Linked DNA regions of Mus musculus: regions 1 and 3 are each linked to region 2. Evidence: chromatin contacts called from public Hi-C and promoter capture Hi-C data. All regions are on one chromosome and are shown on one strand. Each heading gives the region's core, a stretch centred on a gene start, on an enhancer-like site or on the middle of the called end of the contact. The rest is flanking DNA. Distances are from core to core; before and after follow the strand shown. Region 1 holds the start of Hnrnpk (heterogeneous nuclear ribonucleoprotein K). Region 2 holds the start of Cenpp (centromere protein P). Region 3 holds the start of Tmem14c (transmembrane protein 14C).

What was found. Promoter capture Hi-C pulls out the DNA fragments that hold promoters and counts their contacts. A called contact is a pair of places that touch in the nucleus more often than the background predicts.
Region 1: a Hi-C map of CD4 T cells shows a contact between it and region 2, with 4 times the contacts expected there. The contact joins the promoter of Hnrnpk here to the promoter of Cenpp in region 2. A contact is called at or near these places in 3 of 484 Hi-C or Micro-C datasets (B cells, CD4 T cells and CD8 T cells).
Region 3: a promoter capture Hi-C map of pre-B cells shows a contact between it and region 2. The contact joins the promoter of Tmem14c here to the promoter of Cenpp in region 2. A contact is called at or near these places in 1 of 39 promoter capture datasets (pre-B cells) and 1 of 484 Hi-C or Micro-C datasets (CD4 T cells).

The regions. Positions count from the first base shown.
Region 1 is chr13:58,400,617-58,404,862 of GRCm38.p6, reverse strand. It overlaps Hnrnpk (heterogeneous nuclear ribonucleoprotein K), which reads left to right and starts at 2,351. Exons shown (of 16, transcript NM_025279.3): 1 at 2,351-2,470. It overlaps Rmi1 (RecQ mediated genome instability 1), which reads right to left and starts at 2,266. Exons shown (of 3, transcript NM_028904.3): 1 at 2,074-2,266.
Region 2 is chr13:49,651,048-49,654,937 of GRCm38.p6, reverse strand. Cenpp (centromere protein P) reads left to right here and starts at 2,207. Exons shown (of 8, transcript NM_025495.3): 1 at 2,207-2,355. The coding sequence starts at 2,249. It overlaps Nol8 (nucleolar protein 8), which reads right to left and starts at 1,860. Exons shown (of 17, transcript NM_001271397.1): 1 at 1,256-1,860; 2 at 436-591. The coding sequence starts at 1,292.
Region 3 is chr13:41,014,367-41,018,250 of GRCm38.p6, reverse strand. Tmem14c (transmembrane protein 14C) reads right to left here and starts at 2,001. Exons shown (of 6, transcript NM_025387.3): 1 at 1,853-2,001; 2 at 1,078-1,136; 3 at 469-545. The coding sequence starts at 1,100.

The DNA.
Region 1 (4,246 bases), core at 1,102-3,601, 8.7 Mb before region 2:
AGGAGTCTCTAACCCAGCTCTGTTCTGTCATCTTGAATATGGTTTCTATCCTCAATACTTTTTAAAACTTTTTTTCATTATATACACATGTGTGGAGGTTAGAGGTCAAGAGAGTAAGGTCTGGTCTTCCCCCATCCTGGAGATGAAATTTACCTTGGCAGCCAACACCTTCACCCACTGCTCCATCTCACCTGTCTGCCCTCTTACCTTAGTTTTGTTTGTTTCTTGAGACAGTTTGACTATGTAGCTCTGGCTGACCTAGAACTCACAGATTCACATCTCTGCTTCCCAGCTGCTATGATCAAAGGCATGAACCATCATAGTTTATTCTACTTTTCAAAAAACTCCCTCACACATAAAACAAAACCCACAATGTATTCAAAGTACTGTAATAAGCATTGAATTGTCAGCACAAAGTGGCAAACAGGACAGAACTCGGGGTATGGTGCCTACAGTATTTCAAATATTTTCTCAGCCAGCTACTGAACTGTTGAAATTATATTAAATCTCACAGCTAAGTCATACTGAATCCAAATTGATACTAAAGCATTAGGTTAATGGTTACCCAGGAGCCACTAAAGGAAACAAAGTGGCATGGGCTTTGTTGTGACACCCAAATCCAGGGCCTCCGCACTCAGTGTGCTACACCACTGAGCTACAGTCTGAGGTTTTAATAAGGAATTGAAAACCTCCAACTCTAAATAGAAAATGAAGGACGGACAAAAGACACTTTGATTACTCAAAGAGAAAACCTAAAAAAGTGAGAGAAGAAAACAAACAGGTATAACTGGGGGGTGGGGGTGGGCGCAAGAACAATCCTGCCATGAAATCTTGAGGAAGCAACTTCTCACTAGAGACTAGTCAAGACAATTTCTGTAGTTTCCTTTAGATTCCCACTTCTCATTTACAAAAAAAGTTGTTAGCGGGGTGGTGGAGGCGGCTATGCAGGCAATAATCTCAGCACTCGGGAGGCAGAGACAGGGGGATCTCTGAGTTCCAGACCAGCCAGGGTTACACGGAGAAACCTTGCCTCGGAAAAAAAAAATGTTGTACTAGAAATACTAACTTGCCGGGCAGTGGTGGCACACGCTTTTACTCCCAGCACTTGGGAGGCAGAGGCATTGGATTTCTGAGTTCGAGGCCAGCCTGGTCTACAGAGTTCCAGGACAGCCAAGACTACACAGAGAAACCCTGTCTCGGAAAAAAAAAAAAAAAAAAGAAAAAGAAAAAAAGAAATACTAACTTTAGCTGGCCATGGTTACGCTTGCCTTTAATCCCTGCTTTGGGAGGACGAGGCAGGTGGATCTCTTGAGAGACCCTCCGGGTCAAAAACCACCATATGAAAAATCTTGAGCCAGGAGTGGGGGCACACGCTTTTAATGCCAGCGTTTGAGAGGCAGCGGCAGGAGATCTACAGGATCCCACGACAGCCAGGGCTACACTAGGCTGTCTCAGAACGAGAGCCCCCTCACCAGATCCTCAAGCCCCAGTCTCTTCTGTCAGTTAGGTAAAGGATGGCTCGACCGCTCTGTAACGGAGCGATTTACAGGGTGCTGGCCGGTGTGCACATTTTGGGATTATTCGAGGGAAAGGTAGGACAGGGTGCGCTCGCACACACGCCTCGCTAACTGGAGGTCACCCCTACAGGCTGACATCCGGACATCAGCCAGAGTCTGGGGACCGTGGAGCTCTGCTGTGAGGATGAGGAGCGAGGCGAGCACCCGCAGTGACCCTCCCTTCCCCTGGTGGGGCAGCCATGGCGGGGCAGTGTGCCTGCGAGCTTTCTCAGGGAGGGTCCCAGGGAGCGCTGCAGCACGGACGCGCGGGCATTCCCTACGCGGCGTTCCCGGGGGGTCTGCATCGCACCGGCCCAACACGGAAGTAAGCCCCGGGCTCCCTGGGAGCGGGCGCCGCTTCCAGCCCTCCCCCGCCCTCCCCGCCGGGGGAGCCGTTAGCACAGCGGGTTTCCCGGGCGCCGCGGAGGGGGCGCAGAGCCCGCAGCGCCGGGGAGGGAGGGGGCGAGCGAGACGCGACAACGGGTAGCTGCGGAACCCGGGCGGAGCACCGACCGACCTGGCCTTCCCGCCTCGCCTCGCCTCGCCTCGCACCGCAGCGTGATCCCAGGGCCGCGCGCCGCTCTCCCTCTCCCGTTCCCAGCTGGGTTCTCTTTTCCCTCTTTCACTTCTTCCCGCCCAATCGGGCGCTCACGGGGCGACCGTCCCTCCTCCAATCGCGCCAAACTCCCTCGGGGCTCGAAAATCCCCCCGCAGTCGCCCCTCCCGGCACACGTGAGCAGCGCCGCTGAAGTCTCGCGAGAGGTCTGTCACTACTCCCCTCCCCCTCACCACAGAGTGCGCGAACGAGAAAGGAGGAGGGCGCTACAGGCGACAGCGCTGCAGACGCCATTATCCTCTGCTTCTCCGCTGCACGGACGTCGCCGTCGTGCTCGTCTCCCACTCGATTGCGGCCTGTAGGTATCTGGGTGGGCTAGGGCTTCGGGGTAGCGAGTCCCCGGAGCGGGTTGGCGCCCCGGGATGGCGGCTTGGGCTATCCCCATGCCCGAGTTTTCTCAGGCCCGCGGCCTTCCAGCCCAAAGGGAGTCGCCGGCGGAAGGCGGGGTTCTCGGCGCCGTAATTGACGCGGCCACGGGCCAATCGCTTCGCGCTCGCACCACCGCCGAAGCCTGGGCAGCCAATGGGGCGCGACGCTGAAGTGGGAGGGGGTTTGTCCTCGTTCTCTGTCTAGCAGTGACCGACCGTCGGAGGCGGCGCGGCCGGGAGGCAACGGCGGACTCGCGCGGTGAGCGGGACGGGCGGGTCGCGCTGGCTGGAGCGGGGTCGGACGCCGTAGTCGGCTGTCCGGGGTGGCGTTCGGGGCGGCCGTGGCCCGCCGGGGAACGTTGCCCGGGTTCCCCTCCCCCCACCGCCGCCATTTCCCCGAGCGTGCCCCTGCGGTTGGCGTGCCGGCGCTAGGTGGCTTGAGGGACCCGGGAAGGAGAGGCCTGTGGGTTTGCGACGCGGGCGCCCCGTGTGGAGGGAGCGCCGGGCCGTCCGGTGGACTCGCGGGTGTGGTGTGTGTGTGTGCGCCCCGGCCGCCCTTTGTCCCTCCACGGCGTGGGCCTCCCTCCTCACCCCACCTCCGGGGTGGGGGGTGCTGCGCGGCGGGGCCGATGGGGCGGCCGCGGCGGCTTTGTCTCGGGTGGTGGGGGAGGTGCGGGGGACGGGCGCTCGCGAGCCCGCGTGCTGGGTGGGGGAGGGGGGTCTCGCGCGACTCCGCCTAGTCGCACGTAGTCGCCATTACGCGGGCCGCCATTTCCTGTCGGATCCGGGTGAGGAGAGGCTCGCCGCTCGGCGACGGTCGCTGGCCGCTGCTTCCAGGCCCGGCCCGTGGGCGGGAGGCGAGCGCGCGCGGTCGGTCTCGCTCGGCGGACCTGTTAACACCAGCGCGCTGTGGGAACAGCGGCCGCGGGACGAGAGGGCTGGCTGGGCCTGTTTGTGTGCGTAGACCCGGCTGATTTGCCTGAATCCATTTACCCCCGCGGCCGGGGGTTTAGCGGAGTGGCCGGCCGATCTCTGCATTTAAAGTGGTCCCCAGAGGGATCGTCATTTGCTGCCGGCGTTTTGGAATAGGAGAAGGCATGAGGGTGATGCCTCGACTTTAAGATCCTGTGTTGGTCCTTGGCTTTGGTAGGACTACGAGTTAACTGGACCAGTTGTGATGGTTTGGTTGCAGTCTTGGAGAGTTGGGTTAGAGGTAAAATTGTTGGGAAATAGCCTTTTTTACGTTGCCTAAAATAATGGTGTTGGTGATTAAAGATTCCGTGGCTTTGCTGAATAATGGTGGTCGTTTCCATCTGGTTCTTTAGATTTCTGTGTCTGAAAGTTCAATGTACCTTGTATTTGCCGCTAAGTTTTTTAAAGTTGGCAGATTTCATTGATTAGTGTTGTCAGTCACGACCAAAGGCGGGGAAAAAATTACTACTAGCCCTACTATAACACTAGTTTTGTGATAAGACGTGGTCTTTTCAAGAATTAGTCTCGTGAACAAAATTATATGTCGACTAGTTTTTCCGTTGTAATGAAATGAAGCAAGTTGCTGAGGACGGAATTACTGGTCCCCCACACCCCTTGCGGGGGGGGGGGGCGCAAGGCTCTGGTGGTGGAGGTGGTTAGGGTGTGCTTCATTGAGACAATCTAGTCTAAAAGAAGTCCATTATGCCTGTCTCTCCTCAATTATAGTTTTTAAA
Region 2 (3,890 bases), core at 958-3,457:
CCAAGCTCAAAAAGTGCATTCATAGATATTTATTCTTTGAAAGAAAATACTTTTTACCTCACCTGACTAAAGTCTGCATTTTTATAAACATGATCAAAATATTTCAAAATGAGTAAAAAAAACAAAAAACCCTGAAGTAATCAATTCAGACACCTCTTAACAGTATATTAGTGTGTAATCAGTTCAGACATCCTGATTGTTAGTGACACTCTACTTAATAAGATAATGTTAGAATGTTGACTCCGAAAATTCAAAGTACAGATGTTTTAGAAATTCAAATGTTTTATACTTTTTCTGGTTTCAAAATTAATTTTCATATGAAATAATCCAGGAAGCCATATATGATGTTTAGCGCTAACATTCAGCTCTGGGGTTGCTTCTCCTGTAATATCATTGACCTTGTCTGTTTTTAACTCCCTCGTGTTACAGATTTACCTTGGTCATCTTTCCGAGTGATGATCTCCACGTCAGAAACTTCTCCAAATCTGCCGAACTGATTTTGTAGGTCTGTCTCAGAAATGCCCTGTCCAAGTCCACCCACAAAGAGGCGCTTCATTTCTCTGTTGCCTTGCATGGATGTTGGGCATCTATCTGGAAAAGTTAATTTTGGACAGAAAAACAATTTAATAGTTTTCCAGAAATTTAACACAACTCTTTCCCCTGAAACTTCTGTGCCAACTTCATCTTATGAAGCTATGTCTCTTCATATGTATTGCTTTCAGATTTTATCAGTGGAGATTTTACAAAGGCCCTCCATCCACATTCTCAATGAACACACTTTGCAACTGCACCTAAGTACAGCACATCCACACATCTTCTCCCAGATGTTTTCTCTAAAACAACCACAGCTATTATATCTTATCCTTATTGATTTTTTATTCGAAGTACTGCCCTCCCCCATTCATTTCTACATTTTTACCTTAACATATACTGGCAAAAATAGTAAGCTAACGGATAAAAATAGCTTCATCCTGGAGCTCCAGTCATAACAAAGTCTGCAATTACAATAGTATGGCAAAATACAAGTGTCCCCTAAGCGCTGTTAAATCACAAAGACGGCAACTTAAGTTATACCTAAAATATGTTTCCCCACTGTGTGCCTGTATTGTTCAAAGCAGTCTGAGTGGATCTCATCGGTCAGGGGAGTAGGAGCGGTTACGGCTTTTCCCAGTGCCACTTAGAAAACAGTAGTGGTGACAGCAAGGATCATAATGAAGTCTAATTTTGGAACCCGGAATTGTTAACACTGTCCTACCAAGATTGCTGGAAACGTTTTCCAGAGGTCGCTCCATCTCGTTTAGCTCTCGGCGGATGTTCAGCTCTTACTCAAACCTTTCTCAAAAGTTGGCTGTCTCCTTCCAAGCGAGATCACTAAATAGCGGCAGAAGCCCAAAGCAAAGGCCAGCACTCTGGGAAAAAAACCTACAGTGTACCCCTTCTTGGTAGCCACCGCCCCATCCTTCCAGCCCTGCCCTCTCTCTTCGAGAAGCCCCTAAGGAAGGAGAGGAGAGGCTAAGCCCAATAGCCCATCACTTCTCACGAGCAAACACTCTTCCTCAGGGCGCTTGTCCGACTCAGCTCAAGCCCGGCGTAGCACTTAACGTCTAATAACACGTGCCGGCAAGTGCATTTTCCTTTCCTTCCTACAAAGTTTCCAACCCAATCTCCTAAGGTTCCGTTATCCCGCAGTTCCAGAGGGCTCTTTATTTCCTCCGCCTTCGCTTTTACTGACGTTCTGTTAGTTCTCCTCCACGTTGTAAAACTGACAGAGTGTGAGAAAGAAAAATAAAAATCGGTAATTCCTACAGAAAAGACACTCCGCCGCGTGGTTCCTGATTTCCGGTTCAAGTAGGCGGAAGTGAAGAAGCGGAACCAAAATAAAGAGACTCCTTTCCTCGTGCTTCCGAGAATCCGCCCCCTTCGGTGACGTAAGAGCTCGGCTGGCCCAGTGGCCGTTAGACGGGATGGGCGGCCGTTGGAGGGTGACGTGCAATTTGGAACGAACCAACTCGCAGAGGCGGCGGGGGTGTCTAGACGCTCGACGCGACATTTCGCGGGCCGTCAGGCTCGGGAACGTCGTCCGAGGCCGTGGGCGTGGACGCGCGACTCCCGGCAGCCTCTCCCCCCGTGAGCTCGAGAGTGGTCCGTTCCAGGAGCGCGCGCGCTCCTTGAAGTCTCCTGGCTGCCCGAGGCGCCCAGACTGCCATTCTCCGGGCTACTTCACCTTCAGGGTTCCACGTCGGTAGCCATGGATTCCGAGACCCGCGAACTGCGCGCCCTGGAGGCGGAGGTCGCAGCGCTGCAGCGAGAGTGCAGAATGCTGCAAAACGCTGGGGAGAAGGCGTCCGGAGCCTGGTACGTGGCTCGGGTCCATCCCTCCCAGCCCATGCCCTGTAGCACCCCGCGGACCTCTCAACCTTATGACAGTTCTGGACTCCGACTCCCTCACCCCCCCAAGACCCATGCTCAAGAACGTGGTGGGAGACGTCCTGAAATGTGAACTTGAATCAGTGTTCTGGGAGAACGATGACCTCATGAGTGTGTGAACGCTGCGTTTGGGGCTTATGACTTGATTATAATCAGCAGAAAATAGTTTCCTTAAGGGTTGTTTTCGCCCAGTTGATGAGAATCAAAGGGAAAATCTGGCTTTTCTTTAAGCAGTCTTTGCCTTCGGGAGAACAGCATCTAGATAGCTGGTTTTGTTTTGTTTTGTTTTTCTGGGTTTGGAGACATTGTTACTCTGTAGGTCAGGAACTGGCTCAATTTGATTTCAAACTCAAGAGTCTTCTATTCCGCAGCCCCCAACTCCCACACACAGTGTTGGAGTTATTACCTGAGCCACCATACTTGCTCTTGTCTAGTTGGGATTCCCTCCTTACTCTGGTTTCATGGATTTGTTTTTGTGACTCATCTAACGATGTAGTTAAGGGGCCCTGACCTTTTTTTTTTTTTTTTTTTTTTTTTTTTTTTTTTCTGCATTATGTTAGAAACATAAGGGTTGGGGGTATATAGCCCCAGGGCAGGGCAGCCTAGCATGGTCAAATTGGTATATATGGCTAATGCCTTCTATAGGAAACTGTGATAGTCTTCTGATTAGTTACTATTGTTAAGCCTTATTTAAAGGTAGTTGATCTGAGTGTTAAATAGTTAAATAGCTTGCCTAAGGTCCTAGAGAAATCCAAAGCCCAAGCATTGCCCATTCAAAGAGAGAAGGAAGGCTAGAACTAGCAGTAACTTAGTATCTTAAACATGGAAAAAAAATACCTTTTTTATTAGGTGTAATTTGGAACAGGTTCAGAGAACCTTAGTGCAGGAAACAAATTCTAAAGAAAGAGAACGTTGTTAACTGTTGAAAGAAAGAGGGAGATGTGTGTGTGGCCTCCAGCTGTGCATGCTCTTCACAGCAAGAATGGAGATGCCTGCTGCTGATTCAGGGATGGCCCACAGACTGGAAGCATTAAGATTAGAGTTGGGGAGCCTGCCAGGCTGACTCCATCCCTACTTACCGAGTTTAGAATTTATATTTTATCAACACAGCCTGCCCCTGAACTTTTGAAAAGTTCTTTGTCAGACCATGGGAAAATAGTTTCTTAACCCACCAGAAGATGTCATTGTAAGCCCAGTATGGTATAGTAGATTGGTTATGGAATCTGGGACTCCTCGGTAATGGAACTGAAAAGTTAAGAGTCCAGATTAGGGAATACATTAAATGTCAATCCAAAATGTGTAGATTTAATGATTTTTTTTCTCATTTTGAAGGAAGATTGAGACCTGTTTCCTGAGCTACTTAATTTATTATTATTATTATTATTCCATTTGTATGCTATAACATATTTATGGAGGTCAGAGATTGAATAGACATGTCCAAGTGACAGTTCTTTCCCTCCAGT
Region 3 (3,884 bases), core at 752-3,251, 8.6 Mb after region 2:
CTGTCTTTACGAGGCTTACAGCCAGTGTTCCCAGCATAGGAGAATCTTGGTGTCTACCATAGAAGTCAGGGTCTTATCACCCCAGCCCTCTCTCTCCTTTAGGAGGTGTGGCTCAGTACAGTGCTTGTCTGACTTAGATGACCCTGGCTTGAGCCTGTTTTAAACAGATGATACAGAGTGAGCAGAGACAAGAGATTTCCTCCTTGAGGAGCTGAGAGACAACGCGGTGTATGGCAATGGTCGATAACACCCACCCACTAATACCCCTGCCTATCTGTATGTAAAGAGGGGAAAAAAAAAAAAAAAAAAACGCCTGGCTCCACTCAGCCAGATAATCAGAGGCCAATGCAGGGTGTACTCAGGGCCTAAAGCAAACTTGAGTCAAGCCATATTAGGTGTCAAGGGCTCTGGGGACCCACATGTCACTGGACTAAGGTGACAATTTTAAGAGTAACAAGAAAGGCTCACCTGCTTTGGCATAGCCAATAATCCCACCGGTAGCAACCAGGGCTGCATAGCCGAAACCAAAATAATGTAAAGGCATCCTGAAAAGGCCAAAGGGAGAAGCCAGTGTCAACCGAGTATAAAATACAACACACAAAATCACTGGATGGGGCCTGCGGGAACTTGGCCTTGGTGGCGATGCGCCCCCCACCCCCGGCTCCCGGAGGCTGGCAACCTGAGTTTGGTTACATTACAATGGTCCACATAGCAGAAGATCAACTCCCGCAACTCCTGAAAATTGTCCTCTGACACCTACAAACTCAACATGGCACGAATGCATCCACACAAAGAAGTAAATGTAATTGCTTAAATCATCCTCAGGGACAAAAGGATTGTCGTTTCCAGCAAATTCTGCCAGTGCCCAATCAGAAAGAAAGATAGGCCAGGTGGCAGGCTCGGTGAAAGAACTAGCCAGTGGCAGAACTGGATTCAAGTCCATGTCCCAGGCCGCTAGTTCAAGGATCATGTCACAACCTACGCTGCCTGGTGGGCAGTGCCAAGCTGGAGGTTCCCGTCATGTGCTCTGGTTTTAGAGGCTCCCAGTGATTCTACTCCGATGCACAGGGCACTTACAATGGGCCACTGTCTTTCTGCATTGTTCAGTCGCTTTGGAGACCACACCAGGCCTGCACCTGTGGAGGAGAGGTCAGAGCAGTCAAGAGACACGCTGACCTCTAGCAATCAGGAAGAAATGAGTTCAAGGTACAGCTCTGGGTGTGATTGCAACTGCCGCCTGGACACACACAGTCACTAGTCGCCCTAGCTCTGCTGTCCAGTGAAGGTAACTGGATAACAAGTAAAACACCTCTGTGAATATTAAGTGTTGTAGAGACACCAAATATTTTTACCACAGCCTCTACTATAGCACAGGCCCACCGAAACGAGCAGGAGTCACGGAGCAGCTCTGGAGCAGCTGACTGTCTCATCAGTTAGTTGATTGCTAAATCAGAAAACAAATGGCCTGTACCTCCATTCTTCTTAGCGTCTCCGAGAAGCAGGGTAAATGCTGCTTTCTCTCCAACGTCCTCCATACTCAGTTTGCAAACTTTTAGAAACCCTTGCACCCAACCCTCGGCTCCTATTAGGCTGGAGCAAGGGACCAGAAAATGCTCGGAACCCTAGTCGCAACTGCACTTAGACGCGCTACAACCCTACAAAGTGACTCCTGCTCTCTTACGGAAAAGCCCTCCGTGGCGCGGAAGCAGCGCACGCGCGTTTAGGTTTCCACTCCCGGAACCGCAGTTAGAGAACATTTTAGAGAGGCGGGAAGCGGGCCGGGGAAGCGAGCTCAGCAGAGTGTGCACGGAACGATTCCCCTGGTGATAGAGTCGGCAAAGTAAGAACACACCCAACCAACACTGGAGCCGGAGCCGGAGCCGGGAGGCCTGTGCTGTAGGACGAGGGCGCGAGCAGACAGCGAGAAGCCGAGGTCAGGAGCCGGGTGTGCAGACGTCACAGCGTGCGCTGCGTCCTAGCGGGAGGGGCGGGACCTGGATAGCCGGGAGGAACCTGAGGTGATTGGCTGGGCATCATCCTAGGCGGTCTTCGGGTGATGGGGCGGGGCTTGGTTCCGGCTTGGGAGTAGTGGGGTGGAGGAGCACCAGGTTTGGCTGCTGAGTTTGGGGTCCGTACTCCGAGGGTGAGCCAGTTTGATACAAGGATAATGGGATTAATAAAAGCCATCAGGAAAGGGTACCAGGCTGGTAGAAGAGGCATATCAGCCACAAGTCAAAGCAACTCAAAGTGTTTATGTACTGCCATGTGCCCAGTATAGATCTTAAGTATAGACATTTAAACAGTGAACCAATCTATTTTTAAGAAATTTTTGCCCTGGGAGAGCCTAAGTATTTACTCCTCAGAAGGTCTCAATTACAAATCAAAGTTCACCCCGAGGAACCAATGAGTTTATTAAAGTTCCTTACAAAGCATGACTGAGGAGTTTCAGGCAGAAGGGACAAGTCATGCTGGAAAACCTATACCCAGCGAGAATGATGGCTTACTTATGGCTGTGCAGAGCCCCGTTTCCTAGTCCCTGTCCACCTATAAACTCTAGCCCTTCCTCAAGTCACATGCAACTAGGTCAGAATGCATGAAACTGGGTGGAAGGGGTAACGGGATATAGGTGAGGGGCCCCACGACCCTCTCCACTCCTTTTCTAAATGAAGGTGAACAGTCAGGCAAACAGTCAACAAGCCCAGCTGGGACCATCTTTTGCAAGCAGGCACAGCTGACCCTCATGAAGATGGCGGCAACCTGGCGCAGATAGTAGTGCGGAACTGAATCCCACACGCTCTATCAGAGAAGCACTGTACGTATTGGCCCTTAAGAGCACTGAGGGTCTTGCTGTAGAGGACACACGTAGTCAAGGACTTAATCCGGGGCTTGCGTGTGATGGCCCTAGTCATGGACTGTGAATGTTTTGTCTCCTGTATATCATACTTGAACGTCTCACGTAATTTTGGTGTCTGCAAATACAGCATCTTGGACTATTTAACTACTCTGTTTTGCCCAGGCTGGCCTGGAACTGCTGGGCTCAAGTGATCCTCTCTCGGGAGCCTCCTGGGTTACTGAGGCTCCAGGCACATGCTATCTGGATTCCTAGTTATGCCAGCCTCATACACTTCTGTCTGTGCACTTCTCAGGAGACCGTTAACTCTTTGCCACTGTGGGTATAACAGTGGCCGGCTGCACCAAGATTCCTAGATGCCTGCCAACAGAAGGATCCCGGAAATAAACTAGGACTAGGTAGAAGATACAACTCACTCCTGTAGGCACTAGGGAAAGGTCAAGGCTCCAAGTTGCAATCAAACCACATAGAATTGTTACAAAAGCTTGGACAACCAGGAGATTCCAGCTAACTGTATCATTGAAGCCCATGTTTTCTTCTAACATTTTGTTTTCTTTACACAAGCTCTCGGGTGGTCAGAAACTGCCTCAATTCTAATTCTCGGAACTCCTTCTACCTCCTGAATGCCAGGATTACAAGGATGCCTCACGTGCTCAATTAAAACATTGTTTACATACAACTCCTCCCAAAGCCAAGTTATGTTTTATAAAAAAAAAAACAAACAAACAAACTCTATCATAGATGACTTTGTGTGTATGTGGGGATGTGAGAGGGGGCACATGTGTGGTGGTACAAATGTGGAGGCCAGAAAACAAGTTGTGGGGAGACAATTTTTTTCCTTCCACAACTGTGGGCTTCAGAAACTGAACTCAGGTCTTTGGGCTCCGTGGTAAGTACACTCAACCAGCCACCAAGCCATCGTACGGGCCCATGGACTTTAATCTTCTTTTGACTTCTACTCACACTATGCCCTTGGGATTTCCCATCTTTTGATATCTCAAGACATTCAGGCAATTGACATCTATTGAAGGTG